Linked DNA regions of Sus scrofa: all the other regions are linked to region 2. A link is a contact called in public HiChIP or PLAC-seq data. All regions are on one chromosome and are shown on one strand. Each heading gives the region's core, a stretch centred on a gene start, on an enhancer-like site or on the middle of the called end of the contact. The rest is flanking DNA. Distances are from core to core; before and after follow the strand shown.

Evidence for each region. HiChIP or PLAC-seq counts read pairs in DNA pulled down with a chosen protein or histone mark.
Region 1: a contact with region 2 is called in an H3K27ac HiChIP or PLAC-seq map of alveolar macrophages. The contact joins the promoter of DHX34 here to the promoter of BICRA in region 2. A contact is called at or near these places in 2 of 47 Hi-C or Micro-C datasets (heart right ventricle and liver) and 1 of 2 datasets of contacts at active chromatin or transcription factors (alveolar macrophages).
Region 3: a contact with region 2 is called in an H3K27ac HiChIP or PLAC-seq map of skeletal muscle. The contact joins the promoter of SELENOW here to the promoter of BICRA in region 2. A contact is called at or near these places in 1 of 47 Hi-C or Micro-C datasets (heart right ventricle) and 1 of 2 datasets of contacts at active chromatin or transcription factors (skeletal muscle).

The regions. Positions count from the first base shown.
Region 1 is chr6:53,128,485-53,132,839 of Sscrofa11.1, reverse strand. It overlaps DHX34 (probable ATP-dependent RNA helicase DHX34), which reads right to left and starts at 1,647. Exons shown (of 18, transcript XM_003127246.5): 1 at 1,542-1,647.
Region 2 is chr6:53,337,489-53,341,696 of Sscrofa11.1, reverse strand. BICRA (glioma tumor suppressor candidate region gene 1 protein) reads right to left here and starts at 2,531. Exons shown (of 17, transcript XM_021094645.1): 1 at 2,465-2,531.
Region 3 is chr6:53,468,762-53,472,690 of Sscrofa11.1, reverse strand. SELENOW (selenoprotein W) reads right to left here and starts at 2,128. Exons shown (of 6, transcript XM_021094647.1): 1 at 1,876-2,128; 2 at 463-487; 3 at 304-357; 4 at 50-125. The coding sequence starts at 1,903.

The DNA.
Region 1 (4,355 bases), core at 398-2,897, 210 kb after region 2:
TGCTATTAACATTATCTGAGCCAGAGAGCGTTTCATTAAGTGGTAAGCGGCAGATGACCAATTCCAATCTGAGGATTCAGGCTTCATTTTCCTATCTCCAATTTTCAGTGTAATTCTCCATTTTTCAATCTGACACTGTCTTCTTGGTTCTACTTGCTCTCTGCATCCTCAGAATTAATCTCTTCATTCGTCTGGCTGTATCTCCCGTTTCCCACCTATCTTCCTCCATGCTCATCTCTTGCTTTCTTTCCCAGATCCCTCAGCTGCCTCTTTTCAATCCCTCTGTCAGCTCTTGCCAGGTTCTCCCTATTTCACCGGCTCCATCTTTCTATTACCCAGTGGCCTCTCCTGATTCGTCTCTATTTCCTTCATTAACCTGTCATCCTATTGGGTCTATTTCCTTTTTTTTTTTTTTTTTTGGTCTTTTTAGAGCCGCGCCCTCGGCATATGGAAGTTCCCAGGCTAGGGGTCAAGTCACAGCTGCAGCTGCTGGCCTACACCACAGCCACAGCAACTCCAGATCCTTAACCCACTGAACGAGGCCAGAGACTGCACCCACATCCTCATGGGCACTAGTGGGGTTCGTTACCGCTGAGTCACTACAGAAATTCCCCTCTATTTCTTTTGGTCTTTTTTTTTTTTTTTTCTTTTTGCCTTTTCTAGGGCCGCTTCCCGCGGCATATGGAGGCTCCTAGGCTAGGGGTCTAATCGGAGCTGTAGTCCCCGGCCTACGCCACAGCCACAACAGATCCAAGCCGCGTTTATGACCTACGCCACAGCTCACGGCAATGCCAGATCCTTAACCCACTGAGCGAGGCCAGGGATAGAACCCCACGACCTCATGGCTCCTAGTCGTATTCCTTAACCAGAGACACGACGGGAACTCCTCTCGCAGTCCCTGTGAACCTCTCTCGTTGGGACCCACCAGCCTCTTGCTCTGGACCTCGCTAGTTTTCAGCTCTCAACCTTCCTGGCTTTGGCTCCCTCAATGCGTCGAAGATTCTTTTCGTGCCTCTACTGTAGCGGGAGGGGGCCGTGCCCTCCCAGATCAAAGGGAAGAAGCCGTGCTGCACCGCCTCCATCTGACACGCATGCGTACTTCTATATCCCTGAGCGCAAGCGCATCTACAGTTGTCCGCCTAAAACTTAAGAGTATTCCTGATAAGAGGGACAAAGAAACTTAGACGTAGCGGAAAAACAAGCGGGGTATGTAAGGCAGCGCCGTTCGGGGCTCAGCCTCTGGATACTAATCCACCAAGCCAGTGCCTGCACGAATAAACGCTGCTTCCTGGTAAAAAGCCTTAGCGTCTCCTTTCCCAGGACTTAAGCCCCGCTCACACTACTCCTTTCAGCCTCCCCGACCCCCAGGGAACGCTCAGGCTCCATCTCGGTCCACTTCTCCCCGCCGTTCGGCCTCCTCGGGCACATGTCCTCATCTCGGGATTTCTCTCTACCCCTCCCATCGTTCCCAAGCTGTCCCGGGACGCAGCCCAACTCCCGGCGCCACCACCAACACCCAGCGCAGCCGCTCGACCGCTCACCTCACTAACCACAGCGATCTGCTCAACTTCCCGCCCACTGCCCTGCACGCGCCCGAAGCCGGTTCTGCGCCTGCGCACGCCACCCTCACAGCCCAGCCCCGCCCCGCCGCAGAGGGAGGACCCAGTGGGCAGCTTCCAGTAATCCGTCTGCGCCTGCGTCCGGCGCTCTCAGGCCCGGCCTCCCTTCCGGCGGAGCCTGGGAGGAAGCTGTAGCGTCTTGGGGCGGGGAAAGGCAGCACGGTGGTTTGCTTTGCCTTTCGCCTGAAGAGCCTCTTGCCCTCCCGGACCAGTCGGAGGTCCGGGTATTTAGCCCAGCTGGGAAGCTGGCTGGAGCCCAAACACTATTGAAACACTCCCATGAGTGTTTTCTTTATTATAGTTCGTAATTATTAGTGCGTAATTCTGTTAATGTACAATTCACCCTATGAAGTCACTAATAAGTGATACAACCTGACTATCCGGATTTCCGTCTTGGAGGTCCTAGTGATACCTGAAAGATAATACAGGAATCTGGCTTCTTGTTCATCCAGTTGAAGAATGAACTCCGCGAACACAAACGCAGCAAGCAAGCAAAGTGTTTATTAAAGGAAAGCAGATAGCTCCCAGGCTGCTGGGAGTGGGGGAGAAGAGCCCCCTTTCTCTGTTGTCCTATAGGGGTTTTTATCCCTTAAAGATGGGGGGGTACCAACCTGGGGTCCGGAAAGATGTCGCTTTCTCCCAGTGGCCTTGTTCAATTACCTATATCAGTCCCTGTCCAATAGGGCCTTAGGGGTGGAAATGTCCCATAAATGTCATTGTTTCTTTGACCTTTTCTTCCCGTAACCCGAGTCACAGGGGATTAGGGATTAAAATCCACCTGGGCGTAGGTACACTCCTTGTAGTAAACAAGGCCTGTGGGATGTTACTCCCTGGAGCCCTTAGGCCACAAATGTTAATCAAAGGCCATATCAAAGAATGCATGGAAGCCCAGGCTCCTACACTGACAACCTGAGTTAATATTCTCCCTCACTAGCTTGAGGTCATCTTTGCGTTTACTGGTTCCTCTACGGAGAATGTTCTCCCCAGGGACTATCATGGCTTGCAGCCCCACAGTTTTCAGCTTTCTGCTCAAATGTTACTTTCTGGGAGATGTCTTCTCTGACTATGCTACTTTTTTTTGGGGGGGTTCTTTGCTTTTTAGGGTTGCACCTGTGGCATATGGAGGTTCCCAGGCTAGGAGTCTGGTCGGAGCTGCAGCTACCCGCCTATACCACAGCCACAACAACGCGGGATCCAAGTCTGCGACCTCATGGTAATGTAGGATCCTTAACCCACTGAGCGAAGCCAGGGATCGAACCCAAAACCTCATGGTTCCTAGTCCGGATTCATTTCTGCTGAGCCACTATGGGAACTCCTGACTACACTACTTTAAATAGAATCACTCCTTAGCCCTTTCCTGCTTTGTTTCTCTCCATAAAGAATGCAGTTCTGCTTGACATCCTATTTCTTTTAATCTGTCTTTCCCACCAAAATGACTACAAACTTGGGGGGTTCGGGGAGTTCCCTGGTGGTATAGTGATTAAGGATTTTGCCTTGTCCCTGCTGTGGCTCGGCTTCATTCCCTGGCCGGGGAACTTCCAAATGCTGCTCACACACAGCACCCTGTCCCCCCCCCACATAAAAAACCTTCAAGGGTTCAAGGGCCTGCTGGCTTGTGCGTCTGGATGAAGGATGGGTGAGTAGTGGGGAAAGAGGTGGGGAAAAGGAGGGGCAGAAATCATACACACCAAAGCAAGAGCTTTGGTTTCTACTCTGAGTGAACTGGGACCCACGGGCGGAGTTCCATGGACTTTAGATTTTAACAGAGTCCTCTGGCTCCCAAGTAGGGAACGAATATGGGATTCGAGATGAGAAAAAGGGGACCGGGGAGGAGGCTGCTGCAATAGGTGAGAGCTGCAATAGGCAGCTGGGCCAGGATGATGGCAGAGAAGATGGATGTTTTAAGGCAGAACCTGCAGGGATTGGCTGACACATTGGGTTTGGCATATGAGAGAAAGAGAGGTGGCAAGGATGACCCCAAAGATCTTGGCGGGAGTGCCTGGAAATAGGGAGTTGCCATCAGTTGAGATGGCGAAGATGCAGGAGGAGGGCTAAGAGAGAGTCCAGAGTCCTGTCTTCAGCACTGTTGAGTTACCTTTTCATACATTGAATTGGGAGGTCGCATGTGAATTGCATGTAATTTTCAAACCTTTGAGAAACTCTTTGAACATAGGCCAATCCAGGTGTTGTAATCCAAAGAAAGGGAAGAAACTGACTAACCTTGGTTAAAATTTACAAAAGAGAAATACAACTTTTTAAAAAAGGAAAATGGGAGGAAGTAAACAACGAATACGAAATCAGGAAGAAAATAACAAACCACCCACATTAAGATTGAGTAACAAACTTGAAACTAGTTCTTGGAAAAACCATTAAGACCTAGATCTTTGCAAACTTGAGGAAAATGACATATCCAGGCTAAAAACAAGCAAAAACGAAAGAGCAACCTTAGAACGAAAAGGGGATGTTACAATAAACAAAAAGTAAGATTATTCATTTTAGATATTTTACTTAGGGTATGTATATATGTATTTATCTTTGTCTTTTGAGGGCTGCACCCACGGCATATGGAAGTTCCCAGACTAGGGGGTCTAATCAGAGCTGTAGTTGCTGGCCTACACCGCAGCCACAGCAACACCAGATCTGAGCCGAGCCTGGGACCTACACCACAGCTCACGGCAACACCGGATCCTTAACCCACTAAGCCAGGCCAGGGATCGAATCCAAAACCTCATGGTT
Region 2 (4,208 bases), core at 1,282-3,781:
GACCGGTGAGCAAATGACCTGCCTGAGGGGACAGAGTCGGACCGGGAGTGTGAGCCCAGGCCAAGGGGAGAATGAATGGGCAGGGGAGGGTCACGCCGGAGGCCACGGGGCAGAGTGGTGAAGGTCCCCAACAGCTCGGCTTCCCTCCCAGCAGGGCTGAGGAGGTCCCAGCTCAGGTGGAGGAAGAGGAGAATGACAGTGGGGCCAATTACCGAGGACCCCCCAAGCCCCACCCGGCGAGGCCTGGGGCCCCCCTTCTCCTGACTCGCACACCTCCAACCCTCAGCTCTCACAGGCAAACAAGCGCTCTGCTCCGGCCACAGGTGAAGGCATCCTGGCCCCCTCCTAGCTTCCCCACACTCCCGACCCCTTCCCCAAACCAGCACTCAAGGGGAAAAACAATTCAGCGGCTCCTTCCTGCCATCATTTACATCTGACACCCAACTGATGCCAAAGGGACAAAGTGCCAAAGAGGGGTGTGGGAGAACCTAACAGTTCCGAGCTGTGTCCGAAAAACGTGAGCCGATTACACATCAGGGCTGTGTGACCCTAGGCCAGTCACTTCGCCTCTCTGAGCCTCCATGAGCCTGTCTGCAAAATGGGAGTAACGTAACTGACCCTACTTCCTCCTGGGGCTGTGGTTGGTGCAGGCACTAGCAGTAGCCTCTCTCTAACAACCTCTGGGGTGTGATTTCCCGCTTCTAGGGGTGGGCAAGGCTGGGGGAGGGCGGGGTAAGTAAGTACAGGGCTTCAGTCCCACTGGACACTGACACGTGGGAAGGGGGTGGTTCCTGAGCTGTCCACCTCCCCTGTTCTCCCACAGCCCCCCCACCCCCCAGGTCAAAGACACCTCACCTCAGGTGAGGGGACAGGTTGCAAACACAGAGAATTTATCAGCAATCTCAGGCCTGGAGTCCAGGGTGTTTCTAAAAACTGTTGCCCTGACGAGTAGCGGCTGGGAAAGGAGGCGTGCGGAAAAGCAAACACTCAAAAACATCCCCCGACTGTGCCACTATAGGAGGGGCTGTGTGACAAAAGGGGCTGCCGCTCCGGGCAGAAGGCTGGGCACGAGCTGCGGCCCACAGTCTGGGAACATCAGAGGGCTGGGACCTGTCACCCCAGCCTCCCGGGGAGAGCTGACACAGCGGCCTCTGACCCCACCTCCCCGGGAAGTTCAGCTGCTCAGAACCACAAAGCAAAACAAAGGGGTGCGGAGATAGGAAGGAGCCGCGCTGCCTTCCAGCCACCGCTGCCTCCCGGGCCCTCCCGCGGCTCCTCGCCCGGGTGGCCGCTGGCCGCGGACCAAGGCCCGGGCAGCCCCTGGTCCCTTGTCTCCCCGAGGCCGCCGGGTGACAGGAGCCGGAGAAGCAGCCGAGGGGCGGCCAGGGATGGGAAAACCAGATGGCTCCATCCCTCCTCCCTCCTCCTCCATCCTTCCCTCCGGGTGCCCGCGGCCTGGCCGCCCTCCGCAGGGGCCCGGGGAGGCCTCGGGCCCGGCTCGTCCGGGCTCACCCCAGGGAAAGGGTTGCCTTTGTCTAAAGGTCACCACCCGAGCGCGGTGCCCGGGCTGGGCCTGGTGCCTCCCATTCCCGGGCCGAGGGGGAGGAGATGGGGGGCCACCCCAAATCTCGGGAGGTGACAGGGGTAAGGCTCCACTCCCTCCTCCCCCCACCCCCCGCAACGGCCCCCTCCGGGACCAGCCAGCTAGCGGGGGGGGGGGTCAACTCCTTTCACTGCTGGGGGGTGGGGGACCAAGTCAACTCCTTTCATTGTTTAGGGGCGGTGGGGAGGGGGAGACCCAGTGGCCTCCTTCCGCATCCATCCCTTCCCAGCCTGCCGGAGGCCCCGTTTCTTCCCGGCACCCCCAGGAGGGATGAGAGGAGGGGGCGCAGGGGACGGGCGAGAGGGGGAGATGAAGGCTCGCCGGCTCCGACAGGGAAGCCACCATCCGCTGCCCCATTGCCCTCCTCTTTCCCGAAAGGCGAGGAGCAGGGCGAGGGGAGGAGGCCCCCGGGCCGGGGGAGGGGGGGTCTCCCCGCCCCTCCCCCCGTGGAACGTTAGGTCTCGTTTTTCCGCCGCTCCATTGTATCCCCGGCAGCCGGCGGGAGGGCCGGGGAGGCACCGGGCGCCGGGTTTGGGCAGAGGAACCCGGGGTGGGGGGTGGGGGTCCCCGCAGGATCGGGGCGGCGGTGATGGTGGGAGAGACGCGAGGAGTCGGGGGGGGGGCTACCGGGGGTGGTGGGCGCCGAGCAAAAAAAGAGGCAGCGGGCGCTGCGCCCCGGTTGGGGGGCTGAGTGTGTGAGTGTCGGGGGGTGGGTTCGGCCCCGGCTCCGGCTCCCCCCACACACACCCTCGCCGCCAACCCCCACTCCCCCCTCGCTTTTGCGCCCTGTCACAGCCCCGACTCGCAGGTAGAGAGAGTTAAGAGATTTAAAGAGAAATTGCTACATTGTGAGAAACTCACCCTGATGTTTGAGCAGCCGTCGGCGCGGGGTCTCCGAGACGGCCCCGCACGGGCTGCAAAGGGAGGACCCAGAAGGGGCCGACCGGCCGGGCCGGTCAGCGCACTGCCTGATCGCATGGCGGCCGCCCGGCAGCCTCCGCCAGGCCCCTGCCGCCGCCCCGCGCCGCGGCCCGGGCGCCCCGGACCCGCGCCCGCTCCGGGCAGGACCCCTCGGGTTTGCAAAAAAAAAAAAAAAAATTTTTTTTTTAATTAAATGCAAAAGAAAAAAAAAAAACCTTGCAGGTTTTGTGTCCCGCCCCCCCTCTCCTCCTCCTCCTCCTCCTCCTCCCTCCGCCCTCGCCGGGGGACGAGCTTGGAGGAGGCCCCGCCCCGCGACTCGGCAAACCAGCTACCGCTCTGGGCGCGGAGCGGCGGGCCCGCCAGCGAATGGGAGGCTGCGGACGCCCCGGGAGGGTGACCTCCGCACCGGCACCGCCCCCTCCCTCGCTCAAGTCCCGGGGGTTCGGGGCGCGTCTTCCCAGGCTCCGTTGGAGCCTCCCGACTACATCGAGCGATGTTCTGGACTAGGGGGGAAGGCTAAACGGATTCGCACTCCCGGATCCCGGGCGACCGGCCCGGCTGGGGAGGGGGCTCCGTGCGCCCCGGCCGCGCCCCGACGCTGGGGACGGTCGCCGGGTAGGAGAACGCGTCCAAGGGGAGCGCCGAAGGTTCGAAAAGGTAGCGGGAGTCGTGGATGGAGAAGGGAGGCCCCGCAGGTGGAATCTCGAAGGAGCCGGGAGTCGGAGCCAAAAAGCTGGAAGGCTGGGGAGCGGGGGCGGTGCTTTGGGGACACAGGCCTGGACCCCAAACGCGGCTCGCTCACTCACCTCTGTCGGTTCTCTGAGCTGCCGCGGCCTGGAGGCGGGCGCCGGGGAAGCGGATCCGACCTCTCTTAGAACCTCTCCTCGAGGTCTCTCGGGCCGCGCAGATGGGATTCCCAGAAGCCCCGGGACGCCTCGGTGGTGTTGGGTCTGCTTCCGCCCCGCCGGGCCGAGAACGCCTTGCGGGCGTGACACTCAGATGGGCGCGTTTCTTCGGCGAACGCATGCTGAGCGCCTACTGTGTGCCCTGCGCCGGGCTCGGAGCCCAACGAGGACCCAGATAGCTACGAGCTACCCTCCCCAAGCGCTCAGGCCGAGGCGGCTTATATTCTGGTCGCTTAATACCTTCAGTTTCCCCGGTTCCCTGAAAAGCTAGGCGCATACCCCACGAAGCTGCTCAATACATGTGTGTTGAATAAATAAGTGATTGAGAGCTATGTGTTTTTAAGCTTTAGATCTGATCCTAGTTTCTCGGCGGCACTACTGTTATTTACGAGACCACGGAGGTAAAGGGCCCTGACTCAAACCCGGGAGCTCCTGGTTCCCATCCTGCCACTTGTTTACTGTGTGACCTTGGGCAAATGACTTCACCTCTCCGCTCCTCCATTTCCAAGAAGAAATCAATACTAGGTCTCACTTAGAGGGTTAGTAGGAGAAAATGACTTCTCTCGGAGAGCGGAACCTGACAGGAAGCGCCAGATAAGTGCAGACCGTTATTATTATTGATTATTATATAAAAAGGGAACCTGATCAACTCCAGAACTTAACACACGCATTGCTCCAAACAGAAAACAGTGGTCAATCTATGACTAACGTGGTGGTCATCCGCCACCCACTGAGATAGGGGACCCTTAGGGAACAGCCATATACACAGACATTATTTT
Region 3 (3,929 bases), core at 879-3,378, 130 kb before region 2:
CCCAGCCCCAAGCCCACTAGCTCAAATGAGGCAGGACAGACAAACATACCTTCTTGGAGTGAACCAACTTCCTGCTACCAATACTTCGAAAGAACCCCGGTGACCTGGGGAGTCCCCTCGCCACACTGGGGAAAGCAGGAAGGGGGTTGAAGGGGCTGAGGGCCCTCTTGGGCACACCCGCCCCTCCCAGGGAATGGAGAACACGGGTGAAGGGTGGGGCTGACCCAAACCACTCCCACTGCCAACCAGAGCCAAGGGACGGCCAGGATCACATTTGAGTCCTTCCCCATCCCCAAAACTCACGATGTCCAGGCGTCCAGGGAACTCTCTTCTAACTTCTTCTTGAGTTTGAAGATACTGAAAAAGGGGGTGGGAAGTCACAAGAGGGGTCAACAGAAGCCACACTAGCCAGTCCTCACCCACCACCTGCCAGGGATCCCTCTTGGGACCACTCTGCTTTACCTTGGACTTGTAGCCTCAAGCGCCACTGGTGGGAGAGTGTCCAAGAGATGGGTCCAGGAGAGGGAGAGTGCGTGACCGGAAGAGGAGGGAAGGGCAGGCAGGACAGAGAAGGAGGGATTAGGGTCAGGGGACAGGAAAAAATGAAGAGGAACAGGAGACAAAACCAAGGAGGGCCAGACACCATCGAGAGAGGAAAGACAACGAGTGTTCGGAGCAGCAACAATGGGGAGGCAGGGCACAGAACGAGGAACCACAAGGGAGACAAAAATGGGGGGGGGGGGGGAGCGCAGCACATGGAACAAGGAGAGAACACAAGCATGAGCCAGAGAAGAGAGGGAGGCAACACAGAGAAGTGGGTTAGGACGAGAACTGCTGAAATAGCATCTCCACCCACAGCTCCTGGAAGAATCTAAGGGAAACCATTATCCCTGCACTCCCAAGACCCCCAGACCTCAGGATGAAATCGAAGCGCCTCCCGACCCTGAGAGCCGGCTATGGCTGGCTATTTCGGACTGGAGTCTTGGGCACAGGCCCGGCGTCGGGGAGGGTTGCTCAAAATGTCATTCCACCCTCTGCTTGACATTCCTAACAGATCTGAGTCTTTCAAAAACCCAGGCTGTGCCTCCAGAGGACATTTTGCAGACATGGCAGCCAGGGACCCTACATCCGGGTTACCCCTGTGATGTGCAGTCTGGGCCACAAGCTGCTGATTCGGCCCCCCCCCCCCCGCTTCACTCCCAGGCTTGGTTTCCCATCTGTAAAACGGAGCTAGAATGCCCCACCCAAGGGGTTTCTGGGAGCCACCACATGCCACCACGCCTGTGCATACCTGCACAGCCACAGATGCCAGAACCACAAAGCGTATTTAGTTGGCTCCGATCAAGCACCCCCTCCGAGGTAACTATTAAGATATTCTCTCGCTCTCCGTCCACAGAAGGGGAAAGTGAGGCCAGCAAAGGAGATTAGTACGAATGGCATCCGCGTATGCACTTAAGTCCTTTCCAACACAGCCCGAACTCGAACCTTCTCGATCTAGCCAGCCCCACCCACGGCTGTTCGCGGTACTGGGGAGGGGAAACGGAAGCGCTGAGGAGGCTCCTTTCCATTACAAACCGACCCCACAGGCTGCCAAATCGAGTCCCGGAATCGGGGGTCGGAGTGGGGTATAAAGCGGATACATGTGTCTCAGTACTACCTTTTACGACCGGGATGTCCATCTAGAATGTCACCAATTGGGTCGGAATGGGGATCGACGCCCCACTTCCCGCCCGGCCCACCTCGCCACGCCGGAATCCCTTTTCTCGGACGGATCCCATGTGTTCTGCCCCCGATGTCCCCAGCGCCCAGCTCAGCCGGGACGGAGGACGGGGCCGAGTGGAGGTCGGAGAGAGGATTTCTGGCCCTCGTGCTCACCAATAGACGACTCGAACGGCGACACCATGATTAGGACTTAGCACCCGCAGCACAGCGGACACCGAGCCGAAATCCAGAAAGGACGGCGAGGTCTGCGCCCCCGGCCGGAGCATGCGCACAGAGCCTGCTAGTCGGCGCTCCACGGCGCGGACCAACGCGGGGGAGGGCGGAGGAGGGGAGCAGGCGCCACCGCTGGGACGGGGGGTTCCTGCGGCCGCCACCCTGAGCCCTCATACAACTCTCCCTTCTCTCCCCTGTGAGGATACAGAGCATCCCGACAGAGGAAGTCCCGGGAGACGCTTCTGTGCGTACCCTCCCCGATCCCCCCCTCCGGGGCGGAATGGTATGGCTCATGGGGCGGGGGTTCAGGGCCAACCGCTACTGGCGGGAATGGAATGCAAGTGAAGACTGGCCAGCCGGTTGGGGGAGGCTGGGAGGGCCAGAGGGCAGAATCTGAAAGAGTTCGGGGTACGGAGGGGAGGCCCCTGAAGCTAAGTTTTCCAGTGAGCGCTCCAGGGTCCGGCTACCTTGTTAAAGTCTGTTTCGGTACTCGGGCGCCCCTGATCAGCATTGCGATCTCCCCTTTTAGTGTCTTCCAGCCTCCCGCGGCGAGGGTTCGTGGAACGTCCTGGCAGCTGGCAGCTGAGTTAAGGTCTTTATGCTACCGATGCTGTCTCCGAGCCTCAGTTTCCTCGTCTGGAGGATGGGCATAATCGCCTTCCGGGAATACTTACCGATTTAACAATAGGTGTGGGGTACTGCTTGCAAGCCCTACGTTCCGAAGATAACAGCAACAAAAAATAGACAAGAGCCCCGCCCTCAAGGGAGTGATTTGGCTAGAGAGGAAAAGAGATTTGAAGCAACATGAAATAGGGCTTCCTTCCCCTGAGGGGGTGACGGGAGCGTTCAGTGAGTTCACGCCCGAGGAAAAACAAGAGGAGCAGCTTAGTAAAAATTAGCTCTGCCCAAGGTTTTCCAGCCACAGCTCTGTGTTTGCCCTCTGGGCCTCACTGCTGCGACCAGATATTCAGGCATTGGCAGACAAGGCTGAAGTGCCACTCCACCTCCGTTGGTGGCAGAGTGACCTCTGATCTCTGTGGTCTTGGGAGGACAGAATGAGCCTATAATGTAGAATACTTAAGGCAAAGCTGGACTAGTCCGTGTCCCACAAATAGAGATCTTTTTCAGGCTTCCTGGGTCTCAAAACAAAAAGCCAAGCTTAGCTATTCTGCCCTTGCCTGGTTCCTGGTTCTCTTCTGGCCCTCTCAGTGCCCTAGCTACGTGAAATCACAGACCTCACCCAGTCACCTGCCTCTGGGCCTTTGCATGTGCTGTTCCCACCTCTCCTGCTGCCTGATCCTGTTCATCCTCCAGGAATCAGCTCCAGCACGTTTTAGGGGAAATTTTGTTTCATAAATGATGCCTTCTCCACATTACATCTGTATTCCTTTGTGTCATCACCAAGTGCCGCAGGGAGTTCCTGTCGTGGCTCAGTGGTTAATGAATCCTACTAGGAACCATGAGGTTTCGGGTTTGATCTCTTCCCTTGCTCAGTGGGTTAAGGACCGGGTTGCCATGAGCTGTGGTGTAGGTTGCAGACGCAGCTCGGATCCCTTGTTGCTGTGGCTCTGGAGTAGGCCGGTGGCTACAGCTCCAATTCGACCCCTAGCCTGGGAACCTCCAAATGCTGCGGGAGCGGCCCAGGAAATGGCAAAAAGACATAAATAAATAAATAGGGTTTTAAAAAGAAAAAGAAAAAAAAAGTGCCACAGACTGAGTGGCTTAAACCCCAGAAATTTATCTCCCGGTTCTAGAGGCCAGAAGTTCCTCTAATGGCTGTGAGAAGGAGTTGTTGCACCCTTCCAGTGTTTTGCTGGCAACCTTTGGTGTCCCTTGGGTTATCAAAGCATCACCCAGGGTCGCTACCTTCCCCCTCCTGGTGTGCAAATCTGGGTCCAGACCCCTCCTTTTGACCACGCCCACAGCATACAGAAATTCCCTGGCCAGGGATCGAACCCAAGCCACAGCAGCGACCTGACCACAGCAGTGACAAT